Regions from separate parts of the Bombyx mori genome. Here region 2 is linked to region 1. A link is a contact called in public Hi-C data. All regions are on one chromosome and are shown on one strand. The core of a region is the stretch at or near the end of the contact, and the rest is flanking DNA. Distances in the headings are between cores, read along the strand shown.

Region 1 (7,197 bases), core at 100-2,599:
TAATATGGATGGGCAACAAGATAAGTTTTGAATAAAAGTGCGGTTATTATAAATAAAAATGCAGTAATACCAAATGGCTTGTTTCGTATGAGAGCGGTAGACGGTAGGCAGCGGCTTGGCTCTGCCCCTGGCATTGCTGAAGTCCATGGGCAACGGTAACCACTCACCATCAGGTGGGCCGTATGCTCGTCTGCCTACAAGGGCAATAAAAAAAAAAAAAAATCTGACTCCGATTTTTACATGTAACATTTGTATGTATTTACTTTGAGTTTTAGTTTTAATAGCAGAACAATCGCTTTATTTCCTAAAGAAGATTTATTATGTTTATGTATGTAAAACATGATCAAAAGTCAAAGTAGTATCACAAATACTTCAGATTTATTCCGCATTCATGGTATTCTCACAAACTTTTTCTTAGTGTTCATAATAATAAAAAAATGAATGATCCTCACATATCATAATCTAGATAATATGTAGCTAATACATTTTTGATAGTCTTGCCGGTACGTCTAATTCAAATAGAGGCGGCGGCGGGTACGGATAGCTGGACATCAGTTAAATAGCGAGGTATTGTGCTCGGTGCGCTAATGGGCGCGTAATTGGTACGAGGTCAACGGCGGTCACCAACCGGCCGCAGTTTCACCTGGACTATGCTCTTTCATCCCGTGCAACTGAGAAATGCTCCCGGCACACGTCGTTTCCCAACCGTAAGATTTAATTATACATGTAATTGAATCAGATCTTGAGTTCAGTTTCATAGCGCTACGCTTGTTTACGAGACCTGAGATCACGCGTACCGGGATATCGACTGCTTTGGTACTTATACTGTTTATATGAATATTTTATTGACTGATATTCATATTTTTAATAAGCTTATCTACATGAGATTTAACATTTACTAGGCTTAAACCATTATTGAGCTATGAGCACTCTTCTATTGCAAACGTTCTTAGGTTTGAGATAGGCACATACAGAAATATGCAATAAATAAATATGTTTATAGGTTTTTCTAAAAGAAATATGGCGTGCAGTGTGTTCTCGATTGTTCACAATTTCCTGCAATGTACTAATTACTACTCCGTTAAAGATCACTGTAACGCAGTTCACTAGTCAGCTACCCTAAAGTCGTTATTTAAAATAAAACCAAAACCAACAAATATGCTGTTACAAGAAAAATTATCGCATTCACTTTTGTATCGAAGTAAAAGTCAAGGCTATGAACCAGAATGTCAACATAGACCTTGAGAAACTGAAAATAGATAGAGGCTTGTAGGGCAGGACAATGTATAAGGTAAAGTTAGGAGAGAACCGGCGTGTCGGCCGCCATGTCCTTGTTCTCTGACAGGAAGTCACTCATTGTGTATCCTCGGTGACCTGTGTCCACGACCGAACTACTCTGGGCGCCCTCAGTATTAAAGTACATATTATCTCGGTACAATGTCTGTTTCAACCATGATGTAATCAGTAAACATGTTTATGTTTTTCATTTGTAAATATCCAATCAAGATAGCTTTTTGCGTTCATAATTAATACTAATTTGTTACTACAAATACAAATTGCTTATTAAATTAAATAAATTATTAATTAAAACGAGAAAACAAAAAAGATGGCCTATGACTTTACATATACGATTAATAGGAATTGGAAAGACCAATTACTGTGGTACTATTTATTTCTCTGACATTCCTTTCAAGGGCTCCTCTGAAGAACTAGAGAACAAAAAATGACAATTTTAAAAATACTTAAGGTATCTTACTTTATCTTTATAGCATATATATTCTTTAAATAAATAATTGGGTTATGGATTGTACCAAAAACAATAATAATAATAATATTTAAAATTTAAATGTAAGCAGGTATAGTTTATTTAATAATAGCAAAACTTGAAATTTGAGACTTTTTCATAAACGCCGCAGAATTACATAGTCATATTTTGTTTTATTCTTTCGATTCCCTGCCATCCCATCAAAATGCTTATTAATGTTTTCTTTTCCTCAATATTTATTTCTGTTTCTAAAGACCTAACTTAGCGTTTTCCTATCGTTATCGTTGTAGGAAACTATTCATTTCTTCAAGATTCATAGCACTACAATTTCCTATAATATGATGTTCTTTTAAAAACGAGGTGTTTAAGTGTATAGGTGTTATTGAAGGTGTTATTGTATAGGTGTTATTGGTTGTAATAACAACAAATTGTTATTACAACCAATAACACCTATACAATAACACCTTACTACTACTAACCAATAGGTTAGTGTATAGTGTAATAGGTGTTATTTGCTGGATTTTGATGCTTGTGGCTTTGGAAGTAGGAAGACGGTGTAATTACTTGGTGTGACGTCACGCTCGCCTGCTCGACTCCCACGCGAAACGCCGCCCTCTTATCGTGACAATTAAATCGCATTGACCTCCAACATCTGACTCTTAAAGTTTCTCCGACGAACTTGTCAATTAAAAATGTGAAGAGATAAGAGAGCGTATGTAATCCCTACGTATAAACCGACATTGCTAATAAACAGATGGCTTTAACGTACAAGAGAGTACGATTTAGACGAATTAAAAACTAATTATAGTCTACATAGTTTAGCGATTCATGATATTCTATGCTCTTATTTGCTCGGAAATGTCTCATGAATTTCTCTATACTAATTTAAAACAAAGTAACAATATAAAAATCACTTTTACGGTTTAATCTCGTGTTTTTTATTAATATTCAATAATATTATAGTATACATATATATAATCGTAGAAAATTTTGAATATTTTACTTTTTTCTTGGTCACGGACGGTCAGTCGTAATTAAAAATAAAAATAGTTTTAATTATCTTTACGACTCATAAAAACCGAAGGCAATGCTAAATGAGCAATAGTCAAGTACAATGAATATGACAGGATCTACTTAAACGATTCCTGAGATCATGAAATTTGTATGCATAATCGAATTTATAGTATGCAAATCCTTCTGGTTGAGCCCGTGCTCGCCCTCGTGTCCTAGTGAAACTGGAAAGGGCTTTGAAGCATCAGTAATCGTTCCTTCCCATAAGAGACTGGGACACAACACAGGAATGTTAGAATATAAAAAGAAGTAAAACTCAAATTGGGTCATAAAACAAATTAAAATCTACTTTTATCATTTATATATGTAGAAACCGTCCGTATCGTACACTTATTCAACATGATAGCACTATCTGAACACAAATAAAACATTTATCATATATTTTTTTGGGTAATTAAAATGGAATGAGCCAAAAAAATACGAATCTGTCAAATATTAAAGATATCATGTTGAAACTGTGATCTTTTACTTTTGTCTTTATCATGGGGCTTCTTGTTATTATTCACCATAAGCTAGGCAGCAAGAGTGCATCTACATAATTTCGGTACGGTACCTACTTCTATCAAATTTTAGCATAATTTGGTAAAATGTTAACATTCACTATGCGACTACATATATTAATTGAATGAATTAAAAGCTCTCTCTCTAGTTTTATTTGGCTTTAATTATTATGTTGCTTTGCAGTTTCACTTCCGTTTCACTCGGAACTACAGCGTGAGGTCATTGTTAAGAAGGATGGATTACAAAAAAAATGTGATTAATTAATCTAAAGTACATACCGAGTGTGAGAATCTTAGACAAGTTTTCTTATTCAAATTTTTAGTCTCACGAACGCCAGAAACAAAGCAGATAGCTTAGCCGCTGATGTCCATTGCTGTAGAACGAGATTTCTCACAAGTGTGAATAATATTGTGTCGCTCATGGCGCTGTTGTGATTACGAAAAACAAAAACCTTACTTAGATTTAACAAGTAAAGTAATTTACTATAATCGCCTGTGTTCTTAACGCATGACAATAGGCCCAACTAAGAGGTTCAATCGTTGAATTTCACACGATACTCAACATCAATGCGGGCTTTGAAGTTAGACAGAACGATACCGCAGAACATTATTAGTTCGATAAAAAAAAAAGATGTGTGATGTCGTGGGACACCGGATAGGAAAATATTAATTTTAAGTTCTATTCGAGGTATAAAGAAAATAATTATTCAGGTATACATTTTCTATTTAGATTTATTTATTGATAAAAAAAACTACTTTACAAAGCTATCAACTTTATTTTATTCACAATGATTTATAAAAAATATATAATAATAATATACAAAGAAACAGCTATTTATATGAATAATAATATTAACCGTCATCACGTAGACTATACATTAGACACGGTATAGCCATCATACTAAGACTATACATAAATAATAAAAATCTTACGTTACGGACGTTTTTTCCCGGTTAGGGTACCCCTCCGCATCGTCCCATAAGGAACTTCGTTCCAAAACATTTAACTAAGTTCTCAGATTTTCCCTTGGCCGTATTTGAGTGCGCAATAACCAGAATTTTGTGTTGATACCTTAAATACATAGGTAGAGTAGAGTTCATCCATACTACCTGGAGCCACTGCGGTCATCCACAGTGCGTTTCCAGAGGTCTTTTTTGCCACGTACCATCCGGCTATGCAATGAGCTCCCCTCTACGGTGTTTCCCGAGCGCTATGACATGTCCTTCTTCAAACGAGGCTTGTGGAGAGTATTAAGCGGTAGGCAGCGGCTTGGCTCTGCCCCTGGCATTGCTGAAGTCCATGGGCGACGGTAACCACTCACCATCAGGTGGGCCGTATGCTCGTCTGCCTACAAGGGCAATAAAAAAAAAACTTGTAATAGAGACATATTGAGTATTGTAAATAGCACCGGCCGACAAATGAAAATTTTTTGAAAGTTGTTTGTATTTGAGCCACAAATATCACCAATTTATACTATTTTAAACACAAAAACACCTACATCTTTGCCCTATCACATCAGATTTTTTTAAAAGAAGGAAAATGCATTTTTTTTCAAAATTTAAAGAAAAAATCAATAATCGTATTACAAAAACATATATTTGAACATTTACAAAGAAAACATTGAGTCTAAACAATGCTAGAGGACTATTTAGAGTGACATCTTTTACGTTTCGCGACAAAATTACGTCTGGGTGTAGTTTTTTTGTGAGTATCTTCAGTAATATCACGTGTCAGTGACCAGCAGTAATCAGCCATCATATTCACATTCCATCGACCTTGGTACCTTGTCTCCATAGTTTTTATGTCCTGATGAAACCTTTCTCCCTGCTCTTCACTGTAATCACCAAGATTATCAGGAAAAAAGTCCACATGTGCATCTAGAAAGTGGAGTTTTATGCTCATATTACACCCTAATTTTTGATACTTATCCAATAAGTTTGCAACCTTATTTTTATAGTCGGGATGTTTATTATTTCCTAGAAAATTGTTGACAACATCTTTGAACGCCAGCCAAGCATCTGATTCAGTGTTATTCATTGTGGCATCAAATTTTTCATCAGCCATCAAAGATCTGATTTGCGTTCCATCGAACACTCCTTCTTTAATTTTTGCATCAGATAATCTTGGAATTTTTTTACACAGGTATTCAAAACTAGCATTGTTTTTATCCAATGCTTTAACGAACTGTTTCATCATACCGAGTTTGATATGAAGCGGAGGTAGTAAAATTTTTTCAGGACTAATATTTTTTTTTCGTATAACGTTTTTTGTTCCTACGTTGAGATTTTTACGAGGATTCCATTGTTTTTGTACGTAATGCTTGTCTCGTGCTCTACTGTCCCACTCGCACAAGAAGCATGGAAATTTTGTATATCCTGACTGCTGGCCTAATATCATGGTTATAATTTTTAGATCTCCACAAAGCTGCCAACCGTGTTTTTCATATCCAATTTTATCTAACAATGTTTCTAAATTTTCATAAGTCTCTTTCAAATAAACAGAATGAGCGACTGGAACAGAAGCATACTGTTTAGTGTTGCGTAAAAGAACACCTTTTAGACTCCGATTCGAAGAATCTATAAGAAGTCTCCAATCTCCAGAATTATATTTTGCTCCTAACTTTTCAATAAGATCCTGATGATCCTAATAAAAACCTGATGTGATACGATAAAATGAGGTATAATTTCGTGATCAGCACTACCAAATTAGTGGAAAAAAATAATCAGAACTTAAACAAGGAAAATGATGTCGGCCGGTGTAGTTAACCTGGAACTCTTAGCGTCTATAATTCAATTAGTGTAGGTATTGTTGTCTCCTATAGAAATGAATATACTAAAAAAATGAATATACCATACTCTGGAAATATTAAGTAATAAAATTGCGTAATATGTACTTACTTGTAATTACTTTGAGGGTTTAATGTTGCGTTTCTTATTTTCATTATATAGGTATAGGGTGTCAAATGGTATATTTATCCGAAAACTAAATTTTGTTCTATAAGAATAATAGATTCGGGTTATAGATTACTTGAAAATTATGAACAAACTATTCTTTTGACAGCTCTTGACTTGTATTTTTCTTAAGGTAGTTAGGTACCGAAATATAAGTCATGGTAAAATGTAAGACTGGCCACCAGATTTTTTTTTGCTTAGAAGGATGGACGAGCTCACGGCCCATATGGTGCTATATGACATCAAATTATTGTAAAAATCCCAACAACTTGGGATTGCTTTCGGAAGTCTGAAGAAACGCTGTAAGCGCGATGGTGTGGCCGACTTAATAGAAGAATTCAAAACGGTCACATGATGTCAGTTGATTGAAAACACACACACAAATAAACACTTCGCCGGGCCTAGCCGCTCCGCTGTGTTGGCACATCAAACAGTGTCTTCTCTCTTTGCACCAAAGAAGAATTATAGTAACATTCGCCATAATAAGTTTGAAAAGTTGTTTTGAGCCTTATCGTCATACATAGTAATATATGTAGTTGCACTTTTTGTCGTTTTCATTGCATGAAATGAGTTAAACAAGTTATTGTTGAAACAGTTGAAATAATTAATAAATTAATATTTGTTTAAAACTACTAATTACGAATTAGAATTTCAACGTGGTCTACATTGTTCATGTTATAGCTACGTTTTGCCTTGATATACCAGTGCATAGAAATAGTGATAGAGCGTTTGGGTTACGAATGACCTTATTCCGCGATACACACTGGCTCGGACCTAGGTGGCTATCACGGAGATAATCGCGCGGTCTAGACGGACTTCAGATAGCCCACCGACCGAGTGGCCCAGTGGTCGTAGTTCCGACGACTGTCGGTACGTCGTTCCGCGAGGACACAGCAGGTGAGAAGATAT
Region 2 (7,343 bases), core at 26-2,525, 37 kb after region 1:
GAATATAAGAAAACCAATTTTTTTTACTATAATGTGCGAGTGATGTGTGTCGCGAGTAGGTACCTATATGGAGTCTTCGAAAACCGTCAATTTCAGAATTTGGCGCTCTTTTCTCCAAATAAACATCGCATGTAAGCAAATTCGCTTATAGAGGTTATCTCTAGCAGAAAATTGCTTTGCATCTCCAAGGAAATATCACGGACAGGGAAATCGTTTTTACGTAAGTTACGAAACCGCTTGTGAAAAAAAGACATAAGTAGGTAGGTTTTTATTTATTTATTGCCTAGATGTGTGGACGAGCTCACAGCCCACCTGGTGTTAAGTGGTTACTGGAGCCCATGGACATCTACAACGTAGACGCGCCACCCACCTTGAGATATAAGTTCTAAAGTCTCAGTATAGTAACAACGGCTTCCCCTACCCTTCAAACCGAAACGCATTACTGTTTCACGGCAGAAATAGGCAGGGCGGTGGTACCTACCCGCGCGGACTCACAAGTGGTCCTACCACCAGTAATTACGCAAATTATAATTTTGCAGTACCTAAAAGCTACTCGAATAATATTTCGCAAAGTAATTCTTGCTCGTTATTTTTTTAAGAGCTGTTTTTATATGCTGTGACCGAATGTTATATATTTAAATGAACGTTTAAATATTTAAATACGGCTACGGGCAGATACTGACATTTTCATAAGCGGGGACTAACTAATTTGGTTGCGTGCGAGGGAGGACGCGCGAGGGTGCATGTCACGCGACTGGCCCCAACACACTGTTACATATTCATCATCCGTATAATATGCTTCATTATTATTACATACGATGAAGATTGAAATCGTTACTTTGAATTCGAAAAAAATTATTACCTCACGTCCCATATTAAGCAAACTCTCATTTGCTCATCTACTGTAATAAAGCTCAAAAACTTGATTTGATTTCCTAACTACCTAACACGGAGTTTTCTGTGGCCACGTAGTATTCGATACGTTAGAAATAATACATATAGCGATTAGGCTGTGTTCAATATAATATTATATTTAAACCTTATGGCCTAGGATATGATGTTTTAGAAGCCAATAAAACAGAATAATCCATCATGATAGATAAGCGTTGTCGTTCTAGTAATTAAATACCTATGCTTAAAACTGCAGGAATACCAAGATTGTTTATAAATGGGGAATTAATTTTTTGCTTAAACACTTTTGACGACGGGTGACGTGCTCGCGTTCCTATTTTAGTACACAATAATGGGGTATATTTGCTGCTAACGATTGGAGGGTTCGTACCAGTGTGGAGAGCCCAGTGAGTCACCATAGCCGTCTATTCGGCGCCGTCAGGACACGCACTGTCTTGTCCACCCTCCCACTTTAAAGTTATAATAAAGGGCTTAATTGCAGAAAGTTATTGGTCACTATAAGAATTTCGATGAAGATTTTTGTCATGTTCAATCGTTTCGCTTACTCAAAGTAGGTAAAGATGTTACTCAGTTTATGTATTATAATTCCTTATTCCTTGGATGAAGATGGAAGAATATTATTACTTTTTTGATAACTCAGCTTGTATTCCTATTATATATGTTAGTGTTATTTTATGTGTGATCAAAATGTACGTTAATAAATCTATTTTATTGTTCTACATTTAAAAATATAAAATTTTCAATAATGAAGAAATAACAAGTAGTAGTAATTCTTAATTGTTGCTTGGAACTATTGTAGAATGTAAACGCAGTTGGAGGATTAGGACAATGAACAAACAAATTGTATTTTAATTTAAAGGAAGTTAGTCCTTTTGACGTGACAACGTCTTATAATTCGATGGAGCCGGCTGCACGCATGAAAAAACATGACTCATGTGGCGTTACCTCGCTCTGAGGCGTTCCAGTTAAGGCTTGAAGTGCAGAGCGCGCAATGAGCGACAAAGAGGCACAATCGGCCTCAGCGTTCGGCAGCGTTCGACATCTGTCTCTCTCCTACTTGAGTGAGCGATGCATCCGCGTGGACAGCTGCTATACAATAATACATTTACATGTTTTCGTCATATCAAGTATGAAGTTCAGTGAAAAGTGAATGTGGTGTCAATTGTTTAAAGCAACGATAATTGCGATAACTTAAAAACGAAACCATTCCATTGGTTGATTCCATTTTCTTATAACGTTGTCACGTTCAACTATCGTCAGTAAACCGACTTTACAGACAACCGACTTTTTTTTAAATTTTGTTTACTGAATTGACGTTGCAATATGACCGAAAAATTTGTACCTACGTCCTATACGTTGTGCTTGCGATGTTTAATATAATATTGCGGGCGTTGCAACAAGCCGGCTCCTAGCGGCGCGGCGGCGGCGGTGAGGCCGAGAGCCAGCTGTGACCGCACTTCCATCAGGATAATGTTACACACGGCGCACACCACCTTGCGGCTTGGCACTCAGCTTTCGACGCACGATGCCAAATATTACACACATCCCACCAACAGGGATATGTGTTAACAAATACAAATATTACGCTAGACTTGAGCGGCTCTTAACCGAATATTTAATAAAGCTTTTTTTATTGCATAGATGGGTGGGTGAGCTCACAACCCACCTGGTGTTAAGTGGTCACTGGAGCTCATAGACATCTACAACGTAAATGCGCCATTCACCTTGAGATATAAGTTCTAATGTCTCAGTATAGTTACAACGGCTGCTCCACCTTTCAAACCGAAACGCATTACTGCTTCACAGCAGAAATAGGCGGGGTGGTGGTACCTACCCGCGCGGACTCACAAGAGCTCTTACCACCAGTAATTACGCAAATTATAATTTTGTGGGTTTCATTTTTATTACACGATGTTTTTCCTTCACCGTGGAAGTCAATCGTGAACATTTGTTAAGTACGTATTTCAGGCAACAAAGTTAGTACTTTCGTTAGTAAAATCTAATTACACATATATACTTAGTCATCGTATCGACTTATTATTAAGTGCAAGGGTGAGTCAAAAGTAAAAGGGTAAACCGCTTGACTGAATCACAGATTCACAGACACTCTTTTGTATTTTATTTAAGCCGTGAACCAGTTAGATGAGACATGAAATAAGTTCAGGGAGACGAAATGGCAGACGAACGTCGTGGCGTGTGTGCTGCGGGTTCTTTTTATAGACAAGGCGCCGAGACGCAAATAAAGCCAATCAGACGAACGGCCGACGTAGACTGCTTCTGCATTACTTTTCTGCTTTGAAACAGCAATGAGTACGTTATTTTATTTATTTATACTTATTGTACACAAAAAGAAAATACAATAAAACAGATTTAAAGAATGTCCAAATACTATGTAGGTACAAAGGCGAGCTTAACTCATTCATGAGTTTTCTTCCAGCAAACCATTAGCAGAGAGAAATACGATGTATAACAGGGGAATAGTGTACAATATAAAAGCTAATTAAAGCATGAATTTTAAACTAAACTTTAAAAAAAAACTAATATAAAATGAAAAGTACATATAAATAAACATACATAAAACAATAACTTAAATACAATTAAAGTGACAGGAAATGTATCTTCATTTGACTCTTAAAAACTTCTAGAGAGGGACTAGCACGAATAGGTTGAGGGAGAGAATTCCATAATCGCACTGCTTGTATTGTGAAAGAGCCACTTTATTAACAATATTTTTAAGCCAAACTTCAGAAACTTTAATCGTGTAAAAATACTAGAACGTTTTCTTCTTAGTATGTTCTTTTAGAATTCATTTATATTATTCAAATTTCAATGGAGGTTAACGTACTTTCACCACTTTAGTTTCAGACGGTTTATAGTACGTAGTTGTAGCTTAAATAGCATTTAAGTCTAGTTTCAAGGGATAACAATCTCATTTAGCTGTTAGGATTCTAAAATTTAATGATGAACGGTAAGTCAGAAGACCTTTTAAAATTAGAATAGGACATAAAAGGACGATGTGATAAAAATACCACATTTATACAGTATTGGAGATTTTTAAGTTAAACAGTTACTTTAAAATTTACCACAATAATTCTATCTATATATTAATACGTGAAGCAAAAACTTTGTATCCCTTTTTACGAAAATTGCGCGGACGGAGGAGTATGAAACTTTCCACACTTATAGAGAATATAGAGAAGAAGTGCACAATGCTAATTTTTTTTTAAATAATGCATAAAAGATACATTAAATCAATAAAGAAAACATTACACACACTACATACCATGTATTTGACGCACACACGCATGCATACCTACTATTTATTGTCAAACTTTTGTTCTTGACGTCTGTTGTCAAATTGAGAATAGATTAAATATTGTTTGTCTTTGTTAATATTTTTTATAGTGTAGTCTTGGCGAAATTTGTGATTATAGAAGTATAAAATACAATCATAATAGTGTACAAACTTACAATTCCAATTAATTATAGTCGAATTTCGACTACTGCGGGACCTCTAGTATGAATAAATAGCTCTTGAAGAAAAAATTGTAATACATTTTATTTCTTGTATTTATGTTTATAACAATGAACAGCTGAATAAATTGTGTGTGTTTACCAATATTTTTCAACATAAATGGTATAAGTACCTATTATTTTAGTTATCGTTTTCAAAGTATGAGTTGTTCGCTGACGATTTATCGCTAAAGACATTGCCGGCGCGGCGCTACCGCTTCTTAGTTTGTTCTTGCTGTATGTGTTATTTGCATTCTACACGTATGTCACGCGCGTGAACTCCTTTTTGTTGCAAATTGTGGTTTCGTGTATGTCTGAGCATTTTTGTAAGTTTAACCCGTACAAATGGCAACGGTTGTTTGGAAAGTTTTTGCCATTAGTTGTTGACTTACGTGCCTCTGTTTTTGAATCAAACTTTATTTGATACTAAGCAAATTATCTATTTTATTTGTTAGGTCAATAGGGTATCAATCAATTCAATTCATATAAAACAAAAAAGGACATAAAACCGATCCATAATCTTCAATACATCAATCAAATACTTTCTAGTATATACTAGTATATTCGTATCTAGTATATAGATTTCAACAACAACATGACTTGAAGGTTTATGTTTTTACCATAGAAGGTTCATACTTCAGTGGTTTTTACAAGCATAAATAGACTGACGTGCTCACTTACATACGTTTGCAAGCGCCATTTTATAGTGAAGCGGCTACTAAAGTCCATAAAGACCAAGGTAAATCCTATTGCTCCTCTTGAGACTGAATAGCAGCTATCCTTTCCTCCAAATGGGTATTGATTGCACAGCTGAAAAATAACCGGTACTAATCCTACGGGCTACCTACCACAAACTCTCAGGATGTAAGAATGGGTTAGGTAGTGCGATAATCATACAGGCTGATGATGACTAAGTGATAAAAGTTACTCGAGGGAGCTCGGGCAACCCATATGTACTTTTGAATTAGTAGCGCAACAAACTGTTACTTTTTGCCAGTGACAGTGGACAAGCTTAGGGCCCACCTGATACTAAAAGTATGTACTCGTCTATCAATACTAGTAATGGCACCGGCACAGCCACGCATTAACGTCTCTCCGTTAGATTTAAGGCTCAAAACCATGTTTTTTAAAATCTATTGGTACAAGCAATAATGTTTGCTTTTTACGATTCTAAAAAGTATTCATTTCATAGCTAAGTCTACGTTTCATGATTTTTAACGGTTGACGATATTCAAGGTTGGTTTTTTCATGTAACGAAGAAGGTCATCTAATTGAAATTTCATGTAAACTTAGACTAAGCGTTGACTTGAAATAAATGTTTATGTTTTAAAAAAATACATTAACAATGTTTGACGTGAATTATCGCATACAAAACCGTTCTAAGCACAACGGAGAAAGTTGAGTGGCTGTATGAAGATGATCATTTTATTATCTAAGAAAATATGGCTTTAACAAGGCAAGACGACCTCGGGAACATAACGCACCACGAGCCATTACTTACTCCCCTAATGGATATTTACTACGGCGGACATAAAAAATCACATTCAACAAGGCATTCGAAACATTTACTGTTGGTTCAATCATGGCGTTTGTGTTAAATCTCAGTATTCTAAAATTACGATGCTTTTTGTATGACCATTAAAATGTCGATTGGAGTTTAGAACGGGGACTTATAGCGTGAGGTATACTAATGGCCAGTCCATTAGCCCCGAGAGGGGTAAGATGCCTACAACTTCAGTAGAATCTAATCTACTCTGTATAAGCCAAGTAGGTAATTTCATTTTTTATTTATTGTTACGTTAAGTATTGAATACAACTAGTGTTAGGCCAACAATTTAAAAATTCGAATGATGCTGCACATAGCGTGTGTATCGGTGTGTTTAAACAAAACCGTCACGTTCGCTTATAATCAGTTTAACTTCCAACATTCGGGTCGCGATAATATGATTGTGAATTCACGCGAAACAACTGGCTCATTAAACGTAATACAGTCTGACGGAGGCTCAAAGGCTTTTTTAAGTGAAATTAAATCTGTTCTTAGATTAACAGCACAATATTCCGGTTGCCAGTAATTACGTAGAAGCATACCTACTACGGCTGGCTTGTAACGGTGACCATTTTCCGGACGCCGACTTTGTTTGTTCCGCCCCTAAGTGTAATTACGCGTTTAGAAAAACGCAGTAATGATCCTGCGTTACGTAATTATACAGGCCTGCCGTAAATGTAACGGGGATGTATGTGAGGTCTGACATTTACATTCCGGTACACGCATTCTATGAGACTGTTTGCTGTCCATTGAAATAGCTTTGTACAGTTAGTGACTGAATTATTTTTGTTTAACATTTTTTTTTTATTGCAAAATAATTTTATAGTTTATTTGCATTAATGGTATATCATTAAAAATGTTTGCTTTGAGTCGTCCGTGAACCAGAAAACCCTAGTGTTCGAAAATGTCGGAAATAATATTAATATAATAATAAAAAACTCGCGGTTAAATCGTAAATCTAGATTTAATTTTAAGATTATTTACTTGCAAGCTCTGGTTGATAAAATCAGGTAATCTCGAAAAAGGAGTATTTTTTGGACTACATAATTTTAAATATTGCAGTTTTATTTTACTACGAGTTATGCGAAAGGTTACAACAGAGTTCATTTCACACTGATAGCTTGGTGCAGGTGCACTAAACAGCTGCATTCTGCACGTGTCGATGATAATTAGATAAATTGAACAAACAATTACATTGAATGAAAATTACATGAACAGTTCAAAATTTTCATTACCTTATCTACAGCCCGCGTGAGCGATTGTAGTTGCATGAGTTTTTTTATTGCCGTAATAGGCAGATGAGCGGTCGTATACTCGGACGCACTGGATGATGAGTGGTTACCGTCACTCATGTACAGTAATGGACATTAGT

Evidence for each region. Hi-C and Micro-C count contacts between places; a contact is called where the count stands out from the background.
Region 2: a contact with region 1 is called in a Hi-C map of middle silk gland, with 1.6 times the contacts expected there. The contact joins two enhancer-like sites. A contact is called at or near these places in 2 of 7 Hi-C or Micro-C datasets (middle silk gland and whole pupa).

What each region holds. Positions count from the first base shown.
Region 1 is chr5:10,783,077-10,790,273 of ASM3026992v2, forward strand. The region is part of intron 2 of LOC101741638 (semaphorin-1A); the gene reads right to left. LOC101741401 (a long non-coding RNA gene) reads right to left here. Exons shown (of 4, transcript XR_009973222.1): 3 at 6,235-6,331; 4 at 4,914-5,847. Among protein-coding and RNA genes, the nearest start is that of LOC101741401, 6.6 kb to the right of the region's middle. Within about 2 kb of position 1,350, at least 4 of the 8 cell types and tissues checked have open chromatin away from gene starts, as enhancers often do.
Region 2 is chr5:10,819,911-10,827,253 of ASM3026992v2, forward strand. All of the region lies in intron 2 of LOC101741638 (semaphorin-1A), which reads right to left. Among protein-coding and RNA genes, the nearest start is that of LOC101741401, 30 kb to the left of the region's middle. Within about 2 kb of position 1,276, at least 3 of the 8 cell types and tissues checked have open chromatin away from gene starts, as enhancers often do.